Linked DNA regions of Mus musculus: region 2 is linked to region 1. A link is a contact called in public HiChIP or PLAC-seq data. All regions are on one chromosome and are shown on one strand. The core of a region is the stretch at or near the end of the contact, and the rest is flanking DNA. Distances in the headings are between cores, read along the strand shown.

The links. HiChIP or PLAC-seq counts read pairs in DNA pulled down with a chosen protein or histone mark.
Region 2: a CTCF HiChIP or PLAC-seq map of the NIH/3T3 cell line shows a contact between it and region 1, with 7 read pairs. The contact joins two enhancer-like sites. A contact is called at or near these places in 1 of 15 datasets of contacts at CTCF or cohesin (the NIH/3T3 cell line), 2 of 484 Hi-C or Micro-C datasets (bone marrow-derived macrophages and nephron progenitors), 1 of 115 datasets of contacts at active chromatin or transcription factors (bone marrow-derived macrophages) and 1 of 9 other capture datasets (adipose tissue).

The regions. Positions count from the first base shown.
Region 1 is chr15:6,409,026-6,414,038 of GRCm38.p6, reverse strand. The region is part of intron 1 of Dab2 (disabled 2, mitogen-responsive phosphoprotein); the gene reads right to left. Among named protein-coding and RNA genes, the nearest start is that of Dab2, 25 kb to the right of the region's middle. Within about 2 kb of position 2,553, at least 71 of the 459 cell types and tissues checked have an H3K27ac peak or open chromatin away from gene starts, as enhancers often do. A contact at or near this core is called in the NIH/3T3 cell line, adipose tissue and bone marrow-derived macrophages, where this site is marked.
Region 2 is chr15:6,620,287-6,625,299 of GRCm38.p6, reverse strand. The region is part of intron 2 of Fyb (FYN binding protein); the gene reads right to left. All of the region lies in intron 3 of Gm2245 (predicted gene 2245), which reads left to right. Among named protein-coding and RNA genes, the nearest start is that of Gm2245, 32 kb to the left of the region's middle. Within about 2 kb of position 2,584, at least 91 of the 459 cell types and tissues checked have an H3K27ac peak or open chromatin away from gene starts, as enhancers often do. A contact at or near this core is called in the NIH/3T3 cell line, adipose tissue and bone marrow-derived macrophages, where this site is marked.

The DNA of each region.
Region 1 (5,013 bases), core at 1,304-3,803:
GTAACCTGACCATTTTAGGATTATTTTCTCTTGATTCTTTCAAGAATAAGCTTGTAAAAGGAAAAGATTGCTACTTTGTGTCTTTTTCCCATTTTCTACCACCCTCAAAGGCCTGTTTGTCTTAACTCTCCTTTCACTTTGCTGATGGTCTCCTGACACACCCAATTGCTTTGCTTTCCATCCATTTGAGTAGTCCTACCCTATGCATCACATGTCTATGCCTTTCTTGAAGCTTTGCATCCTGGCTTATGTTTACTGGATTCCATTGCCATTGTTTTTGTTTGTTTGTTTGTTTGTTTTGTTTTGTTTTTTTGTCACCCTAAATGACACATTTTCTAAATTTAAAAAAAAGGGGGGGGGGCTGGCGAGATGGCTCAGCAGTTAAGAGCACTGACTGCTCTTTCAAAGGTCCTGAGTTCAAATCTGAGCAATCACATGGTGGCTCACAACCACCCGTAATGAGATCTGACACCTTCTTCTGGTGCGTCTGAAGACAGCTACAGTGTATTTACGTATAATAATAAATAAATCTTAAGGAAAATGAATTTAAAATAAAAGGTTTGAAAATCTCCTGTGGGAGTCCCCCTTTTTATTTAAGCAAAGATTTGCTATTTTTGCATCCTATATAACGCTCTTGAATATTTTAGTCCTGATCATCTTCATCCCCTACTCTTTCACATGTGGATGCAAGCTCCAAGCTCACTGTTTCTTTGTGACTGACCTTTGCTTTATGTCCTTACATTTTCCCATTTGCTGAGGTGCCTCTGTCCTTCATCCTTAGGTACCTATTTGTCCCTGAAGATGGGTAGGTCTTCTCTGAAGCTCTCCCTTCTCCCTTCTAAATACCCATGCTGATCACAAGTTCTCCCATAGATCAACTTTATGCTTGTCTGTCAAATCCTCAGGACCAGAATCTCCTTGAAAGGGGAAGATTCATCTGGCGTGTGGGAGCCAGTCATGTGGATGGCAACCTGGACTGTTGGAGCAGTGTAAATATATCAGTTTTTTAATATGTGTATCTGTATTTAATATACTTTTAATTTCCTAGGCCAAGAACAGGAGCCCTAAGGATGCTCTCCAGAATAGACTGCATATTATTCTGTTTATGGGAGGCACCTGCAGTACCTGTGGGTTATCCTTTCCAATCTGCCTTGCTCAGGTTAGCATGATGTTGACTTCAACAGTGATCATGTGGATAGCCAAAGTAAGAGAGATCCAAACTAGGTAGGATTATAGGCTGAGAAACTGTCAGATATCAGAGTTTATTGCCCATCTCAGAAGCCCACTGCCACATCCTCCAACAGGATATTATTTCTGACAAGGAAAGACTTACCTATGTAACATTGTTTTTTAAAGATTTAGCTTACTCAATTTTGCAATTTTGACTCCAACGTTTTACTATTTTAAAGAAATCTGAGAAGTTCCACAAAGCACTCTGATAGACCTAAGAGGGAGCAGTTGGTGGCTTGGCATGTGGATTTAGTCATAACATACAAGTCATACCAGGATATAACTCAAGGCCAGTGTCCATATCAAGGGTTGGCTTCCTGGGTCAAATTAGAAAGGGCAGAAGCTGAGTAGAATTACTTGGCCATGTGTTTTTATAAACAATTCCTGTGCTTCAGACACCAAAGACAACTCTTTGTGTAGAGGAAACACCAAAGATTAACCCTCCACACTCCAGGAAAGTCCTCTGCTGATACTCTGTCTTTGCTCCCTTGTCCTTTTTACTGTAGTATTTTTGAGTCAAAGTTTCACTAAGTCTCTCAGGCTGGCTTCAAGCTTGCTGTGGGCTTTGAAACTGTCACCATCCAGGTTCAGCTACACAAGTGATGAGTGGCTTGTGCCACCACGCTTAGATAAGGCACAGCTTTGATGACATTGTTATTGTTCTAAAGGTGTTTGGCTTCCTTTGATCATATACCCTTTACTGTGTAGGGATAGTTATAGTACCCGAAGAGAAAATAGGGAGGAAAAACTTTGTTATGGACTTCTGAAAGAAAATGGATTTATATAGTCTTTCATTTGCTGTATGATTCTATGGTTCTTATGTTTAAAGAAGGAAGAAATTATCTAGGAACTACACATAGTGGTCAGTAAAAGAAAAGGATTACAGATGCATTCCCCAAGATATATACAAGGGTCATCTCTAAGTAGAGGGTCTCCCCCCCTCCCAGTTTTCTAGAACAGTATGTTTCCTTCATTAGAAGATAGAAAAGGGAAATAAGAGCACATATCTGCAGGAAAAAAACCTGAAGAATCAAAAGTTAGTCTCTATCCCGGGCTCCTTAAGGCATTGTGTAAAACAGAAAACGGTAAGAAGGAAGCTTGGCAAGTCAGTAAGATCAGCTCCACTCGCGTGAAGGCATCTAAGTTAGGCTTTTGGACTCCAGACAGGGCTCCCTGAAGTAACGTGAAAATGGCCCCCTTGCAGCACTGGAGTCCCATGATTTTGGAGCTTGCAACATCTTTCCTGGTTTCTGAGAAGCTCAGAGAGATGCACAACGGAAGGATGCATGAGTCATCTTTGAATGACTATGTCGTCTGCATGAATAAAAAAGTCAGCTATAGTTTGTCTTGTCCTTAAACTGACTCATAGCATTTTGCAACCTGGAAAAGCTAGCACAGTGGACAATAATTAGTCTAGGCTTTATAAGGGGGAAAAAAAAACCCTAACTGACACCTTAAAATTGTTTGCTTTTCCTTTCCATCAGAAGGACTTGAACTGGTGTCTCAGTGGTACTCCTTAATGTCTGGAAGGTTCTGAAGCAACATCATGACACAATTTTACAGGTCCTCTGACCTGCACCTCTAACCTATCTCTTACTCCAATTATACAGAACAATCAGGAATTTGCTCAGTCTCAAGATGCTAGAATAACTTTGAGTTAAGGACTTGACAGTAGCCCCTTTCCACACATAGTAGAGAATCTTATTTCAAAGTTTAGGGTAATATGGTATAAACATCTAATATAGTCAGCCATCCCTATTCAAATGCTCTACATCTGTGAATTAAAAAAAAAGCTGATCAAAAATAGCCAGAAGAAAATCACCTGTACTGAACATATACAGATATTTTAAAAAATTACTTTTCCCTAAATATAATAGTATAAAACTATTTGCCTAACATTTGCATTATTAAGAGAGTATTATTAATACTCTATAGATGATTTGAAATACATTAAAGAAACATAGCAGATGGCTTGAAGCAAACCATGTATGTAGGATTTTGAACATCAAAGAATGTTTAGAACTGTGGGGGAGGGAGAGGATCCTCGAATCAACCCATTGTGGACATCGGGGCATGGCATATACCAAGATCCTAAAACCTTTATCCTGAAAACCATATAAAAGGTGCTTCTATTTTAGGAATAATAAATGCACTGAACAACACAGAACATAACCATGATAAGCTGTTGAGGTCAGAACTGAATTTGTTTTTCTCCTTCCAATGTGGTTTTCTCTTGTCATTTGCTGTTCCCAAATCCCCATCCTTTAACCTGTATTTTCAAAAGTTCACAATCCCAAGGACTTTTTAACATATCAGTTACAGTTCTCACAGAGAACTCCATGGAGTAAAGCTGGGTACAGGAGACTTAAGAAAGCACTTCAAGCATCTTTGCTTTGAGTGCCCAGCACTTTGTCTTGGCCAGGGACCGTGCTTCTCTGTGCGTGATCAGCTGGAGGACAGGACATGTGAAATATTAACCTGTAAGCCAGACCTCAGGACCAGTGGCCGCAAATACCTGTGCCACTGTCTTTGAAGTAACCTCTGAGAAAACACATTGTGATGGGGCTCTAAAGTCTCACACTTGTTGACTTCCTCCCTAACTGCTTCTGTCTTTATGATTCTACTGTGACAGTCTATTCTGCAAGGGCCAGGTCAGACAGTAAGATTTTTGTGGATCAGAAAGATGGCTCAGCGAAAGGTGGTTACTCAGAAAACCTGATGACCTAAATCCAATAGATGGAACCCACAGAAAAATGGAAGGGGGAAAATGACTCCATTGAGTTGATCATTGATGCCCACCACACACTGTTTGACACACATGCAACCACACCACACACACACACACACACACACACACACACACACATACACACACACACACACACACACACACACACACAAACAAAAGAAGATTTTTGCATCTTGTTGATTTGGGTAACTAGACTATGTTAATGTACACTCAAAAAGAATCCTGGTAAGACATTCTTATAAATATTGACTACTGTATCATACCTGAGTGATATACACTAGGCATCTGTACAGGTTATAAATTGGCAGTGAGCATACACTGGGAGAGCTAATGGTACAAGACAGAGTCAGAATATAAAGTCCTGAACTAAGAGGCTTTTTCCGATATTTAGAAGCAAGTCAAACTAAAGAGTTCCCCAGACAGTCATAGAGGAAAGCAGACATTTCAGGTGAGAGTTTAACATTCAAAGTCTCATCTTCCCAGGGATCTGTATTTTTTAAACTGAGGCAGAAGGATGACTGTGAGTTTGGGATCATCCTGGGCTACATGATGAATACCAGAACAGTCAGAGGTATATAGGACTCTATAAAAACTAGTAAATAAAATTAAAAAACAAAACAAAACAAAGAAGAAAGAAAAGAAAACCAGCCAATGTTTAACAAATGCTGTTCATGGTTAAGTACAGCCTGGTGTCCAAACGCTGTGTGTTATATTGCATGGTCGTCAACACGGGTTTCCCACAGCAGGTGTTTCAATGGTCAGTAACATACAACACGGACAGAAGCACTTTAGCTGGGTGAAAGGGTGAGAGGGTAAGCCCGAGTGCCAGCTAGCCACCTAGTGCCTCACTCTGGGTGTCCTCGTGGGATACAGGGACAGGAGTCATTCCCACTTAGCTGGTTTCTCTTTTCTTTTTTCTTTTTAATAATTAGGAACCTGGGGGCAAGAAAACATAAGCATTGAAAGCTGGCTGGGATGCAGCTGGTACCACTAAAAATCCAGTTCCGAGAATGAGACACGATTGGCCTATTCCT
Region 2 (5,013 bases), core at 1,335-3,834, 210 kb before region 1:
TTGTATTTCTCAGTGAATCCAGAGCCCTTGATTTAGCTACCATGAGCCTCGGGACTCTACCTGCCTCTGCCATATCCGTAACCCCTCCACTTCGTCAGAAATGGGGTTCCATATACATGCTTTTAAATGTGTGATGGGCACAAACTTCATGCTCCTGTGGCAGGCACTTTCCAGTTGCTAAGACCACACACGATCCTCACTGTGAGTTTCATTAATAAATTCAAATTCTGCTACTGTTCCCTTCAAAATGTATCCACAGTGCAGACATTTCTTGCCGCCTCTGCAGAGGACAGCCCATCTTGGCTAGAATGCTTTGGTAGATTGCCTGCATTTCTGCACCGTCTAAATGGTTCTGGTGCTGCCTCCGCGTTTGCCCATCTACTTAAAGTGGCCTTAATCAAACAAAAGTCAAAAAACCTTGGTGCTGTGCTGCAACCATCGGGGTTCGCATCTCACTTACCGTGACAGTCGCAGACTGTCACAGCACGCAGAGCCCTTACAACAGCGGGCTCTTTCCCCATTGTGTCTCTTGCTGCTGTTAGTGTAATTCTGCCCGCCTCCTCCTTAGACTCCAGCCTTTCTGTTCTCTGCCTTGAGCAGCCCCTCCCCCACAGCTTTATGCCCAACGCCCACATCCCCTTGCATCTTTGCTCCCTCGCATCTCTGTTTAAAGCTGTAACGCTATGCTGCCTGTAACACCCCTCACGTTTTCCTTTCCTGTTTTCTCCCTCAGCACTTGACCCTTACTGCCCACCGCAGTGTCTTCCATCTGTCTGTCAGTTCCTGTTTCTCCTGCCCTTGCTTCATATAGAAGCAGAGATCTCTGTTTTGTGCATGGCCTTCCCGGAAGTTCAATAGAAAAGACACAGAGGAGTGACTTGAAGGTTTATTGAGTGACTATTTTACACACCTTTTTTTTTTTTTTTAATGTATGAGTACACTGTTGCTGTCTTCAGGCACATCAGAGGAGGACATCAGATCCCATCACATTGTGAGCCACAATGTGGTTGCTGGGAATTGAACTCTGGACTTCTGGAAGAGACTTGGTTAAGAGCAGTCTTAACCAAGGAGCCATCTCTCCAGTCCCAGTGAATATTTTAAAAGCCCAATAGGTTGTGACTTGTGAATGGATTCTGAGTAGGGAGGGAACAGCATCCCAAGGGTGCTCTGAAGGTGGGATAAGAGGCTTAGAAACACATGCCTCTTCTACTTTTCTGCCTCAAACCCAACCCAGCCATTTCCTCCATACTCTTGAGCATGACTAAGGCTCATTTTGCTTTCATTTCCTCTATGTATTTATCTAACTTCCCCTTCAGCGGGGGAGATTTCGCATCTAGATATTTCCTCATTGTGGAATTTATGGTTGGGGACTTTAAGACTGTTAGAGTTTTCTGTTTTGAAGAGTCGACTAAGCTCCTAGAGGTCCTTAACTTTCCCACTTCCCCCCTTTCTGCACACCGTAGTTAACTTTACAGTGCTCTAAGTATAGATTGCCCAGGCAATGGAAAGCACCCAGCCTCTTTTGTTCTTTCCAAGTTCCTTCTAAGTTGGATCTATTTTTATGAAGTTGGCTGGTCATAGATAAGCCACGTAGCAAGAGGAAGCCTTGATATGATGGAGATTATAAACGACTCAAGGTTTATTACTATCAGTGGGCGTTGGAGATAACTTAAGGAAACAATATTGCCTACAAGAGTCCAAGCCTACTGGGCGGGCTGTTGGCAGCCATCTTGTTGGTTTTAGAGGGAAGTTGTTTGAGGTGTGTGTGTGTGTGTGTGTGTGTGTGTGTGTGTGTGTATTTGTAGGGAGTCATTCTTGGTGTTACTTGAATTCTTGGACATAGCCATCCCTGAGGCAGCCATTTCTGGGCTTTACAGTTATACACACCAGTATTGCCTTCCTTGCTTAGGTGTGAATTCCTGCCACATGCCAATTAAAAAGCCATGATCCCAGCACTTAGGAGGCAGAGGCAGGCAGATTTCTGAGTTTGAGGCCAGCCTGGTCTACAGAGGGAGTTCCAGGACAGCCAGGGCTATATAGAGAAACCCTGTCTCAAAAAACAAAGAAACAAAAAAGACTCCAAGCATGTTGCCTTTTTTAGTGATTCCTGCAAAGCTGGCACGTTGACTAGCATCCCATGCTCTACCACAGCTTTTGAAATCTGTTCTTCCTTCTACAGCCTTATCCAGGACAGATTCTAGCAATGAGGTTTTCAGAGAGTCAGCACAGCAGGCCCCATGCTGGGTTTTAGAACAATATGCTATCAAGTCTGGCCTATGACTGACAGAGGAACACATTTTCTTTATAATTATACACTGCTGTAAAAGTTGCCTAGTTGATAAAAGTATTTTTGCTGTGTGAGGCCTTATCAACAATGCTTGCTTTTTGTCTAGGTTTTTAGGTCTTCTGACAGGTGTCAGGCCTAAGGAAACCATGAGACAGTCCCCCTAGTCCCTGTGCAAACCTTAGTTTCTACCAACCTCAGACCGGTTCCTGATGGAAGCTGCTGGAGACACCCACTGCTTTTTCATAACGGTGGTTTCTGTAGGCCCTTCTCATGCTTGTGGAATTGCCTGGAAACCCGTGCTTAGATAGCGCCACCTGCTGGCTGTCCTTTCTTCTTAACCTTATTGAATGCCAGCCTCTTCTGTTAACTGAACCCTGAGACCTGGGAGTCCTTTTAATGAGTCATTACACTTATGGGTGGTCTGGAGGGCCCCTGAAGCAGAGGATCTATTGTCAAATACATTTTTTTTCATAATCTCAACGAAATGATAACTGGCCTCCAGGGTTTATCAACTTTCAGATTGTTTGAGCCATTTGTGACGATTTCATTCTAAAAGCTTGCCATACTCAGAGGCTTTGCTGGAGCTGGTGTCTGGGGGAGGGCTTTTAACAGACTTTAAAAGTGCTAGGATCCTGGGCCCACTATGGTGTCATATGCCTGCAATCGAGGTGGAGGCGGAGGCGGAGGGAGACGGAAGGATCTTTCTAACATCAAAGTCAGCCTGGGCTACATAGTTAGTTCTAGGCCAGCTAGGGGTATATAGTGACGGTCTGTCTCAAACAAAACGAAAAATAAAACTAAAATGTAAAATAAAAGTAAACATATAAAAAAATTCAGAGATCTAAATTTAATGAGTTAAATTGACCAGAGGTTAAAATAAACCTAGAAATAAGAAATATGATTTTATTTATATATGTGAACAGAAAAAATTTATATGGAAATTAAATGTTTAAGAGAATATATACTAGTTATTTTAATTAGGATAATATTTATAGGCCTAATAAAATATATTTAAATAAATATATAGATAATGTTAACTAGGCTAATAATAGTAGTAGGTAGATGCTCACATGTTGATTTGGTAGCAGAATCTACCAGAGTGTTCACAAGGGTGTTTAAGTCTTCAAACAAATATCTCTAGACTCAAATGCCTGAAAGGCTGTAATGTTAATATGCACACACATAGCAGCCCACATAGAAGACCCACCAAGCTGTACATACATACTTAGTAACTTGAGACTCCCGTGGAAGTATTATGATGTTAAAAAGAATCATGGGTAACTCAATGCGTTTTCAATCACTGTTCTAAATTGTAACCATGAAGCAATTAAGTGATTTTGTAATTAATACATTCTATTATGAGCAAAAGACAAACACATCATGCTGGGGATAAGGTGAAATCAAATTATGCTTCTATAGTGGAATGTCACTTGTGAAGGTTTGTATATCCTTGGACCAGGGAGTGGCACAATCTGAAGGTGTGGCCTTGTTGGAATAGGTGTGACCTGGTTGGAATGGGTGTGTCACTATGGGTGTGGGTATAAGAGCCTCACCCTAGTTGCCTGGAAGTCAGTCTTCCACTAGCAGCCTTTGGATGAAGACATAGAACTCTCAGCTCCTCCTGCACCATGCCTGCCTGGATACTGCCATGCTCCCACCTTGATGATAATGGACTAAACCTCTGAACCCGTAAGCCAGCCCCAATTAAATGTTGTTTTTTATAAGACTTGCCTTGGTCATGGTGTCTGTTCACAGCAGTAAAACCCTAACTAACATCACTGTAGTGTGTATAGCTTTGTGTCAACTTGACAAAAGCCGGAGTCATCAGAGAAGGAACCGCAGTTGAGGAAACACAGCTATAAGATTCTGCTATAAGGCATTTTCGTAGTTAATAATCAGTCTGGGAGAGCCATACATGGGCTGGTGGTCCTGGGTTCTACAAGAGAGCAGGCTGAGGAAGCCATGGATAGCAAGCCAGTAAGCAGCACTCTTCGTGGCCTCTGCATCAGCTCCTGCGTCCAGGTTCCTGCCCTGAGTTCCTGTCCTCACTGTCTTTGATGATAAACTGTTATGTGGCATTGTTGGTGAAATGAGTCCTATCTTCCCCAAGTTGATTTTGGTCATAGTTTTCATCACAGCAATAGTAACCCTAACCAAGATAAGTTGGTACCTGGTCAGAGGTATTACTGGCCATGTCATTTTGGAGAGGAATGTAGAAGGACTTTGGAATTTTGGGTTAGAAAGGTCATTGAGCGTTGAGAGCTCTGATCTGTTCTATAGGAGCTTTGAAAAAGTGAATGTCAGAAGTAGTGCAGACAGTGGAGGCCTGGCTTGTCAAGTTTCAGAGGAAAGCAAACACTCTCCTGGGCTTTTTTTTTTTTTTTTTTTTTTTTTTTTTTTTTTTGGTGAAGAATCTGTAGTTCTGGTCAGCTGGAGCTGAAGAATCAGCTGTGATTAATAAGATACCAGAACCTTTGCTTTGCTGGGATGCTTTATGCTGGTCAGCTGGAGCTGAGAAATTAGCAGTTCATCAGAAGCTCTCACGAGGTGAGATCGTCTGGAAAGCTTTTCCCTCAGCACATAGAACCTGTGTTCCAGGTGTGGCCAAGGTTGTACCTTGTGTTCCCAGATGAACCCGGTAGTGTAGGAGTCACCCAGGGGGTGCTCGTTCTGAGGGTGTTGAAGGGGTCATGGAGAGTATCTGAGACTTAGCACTGTGTGACAGG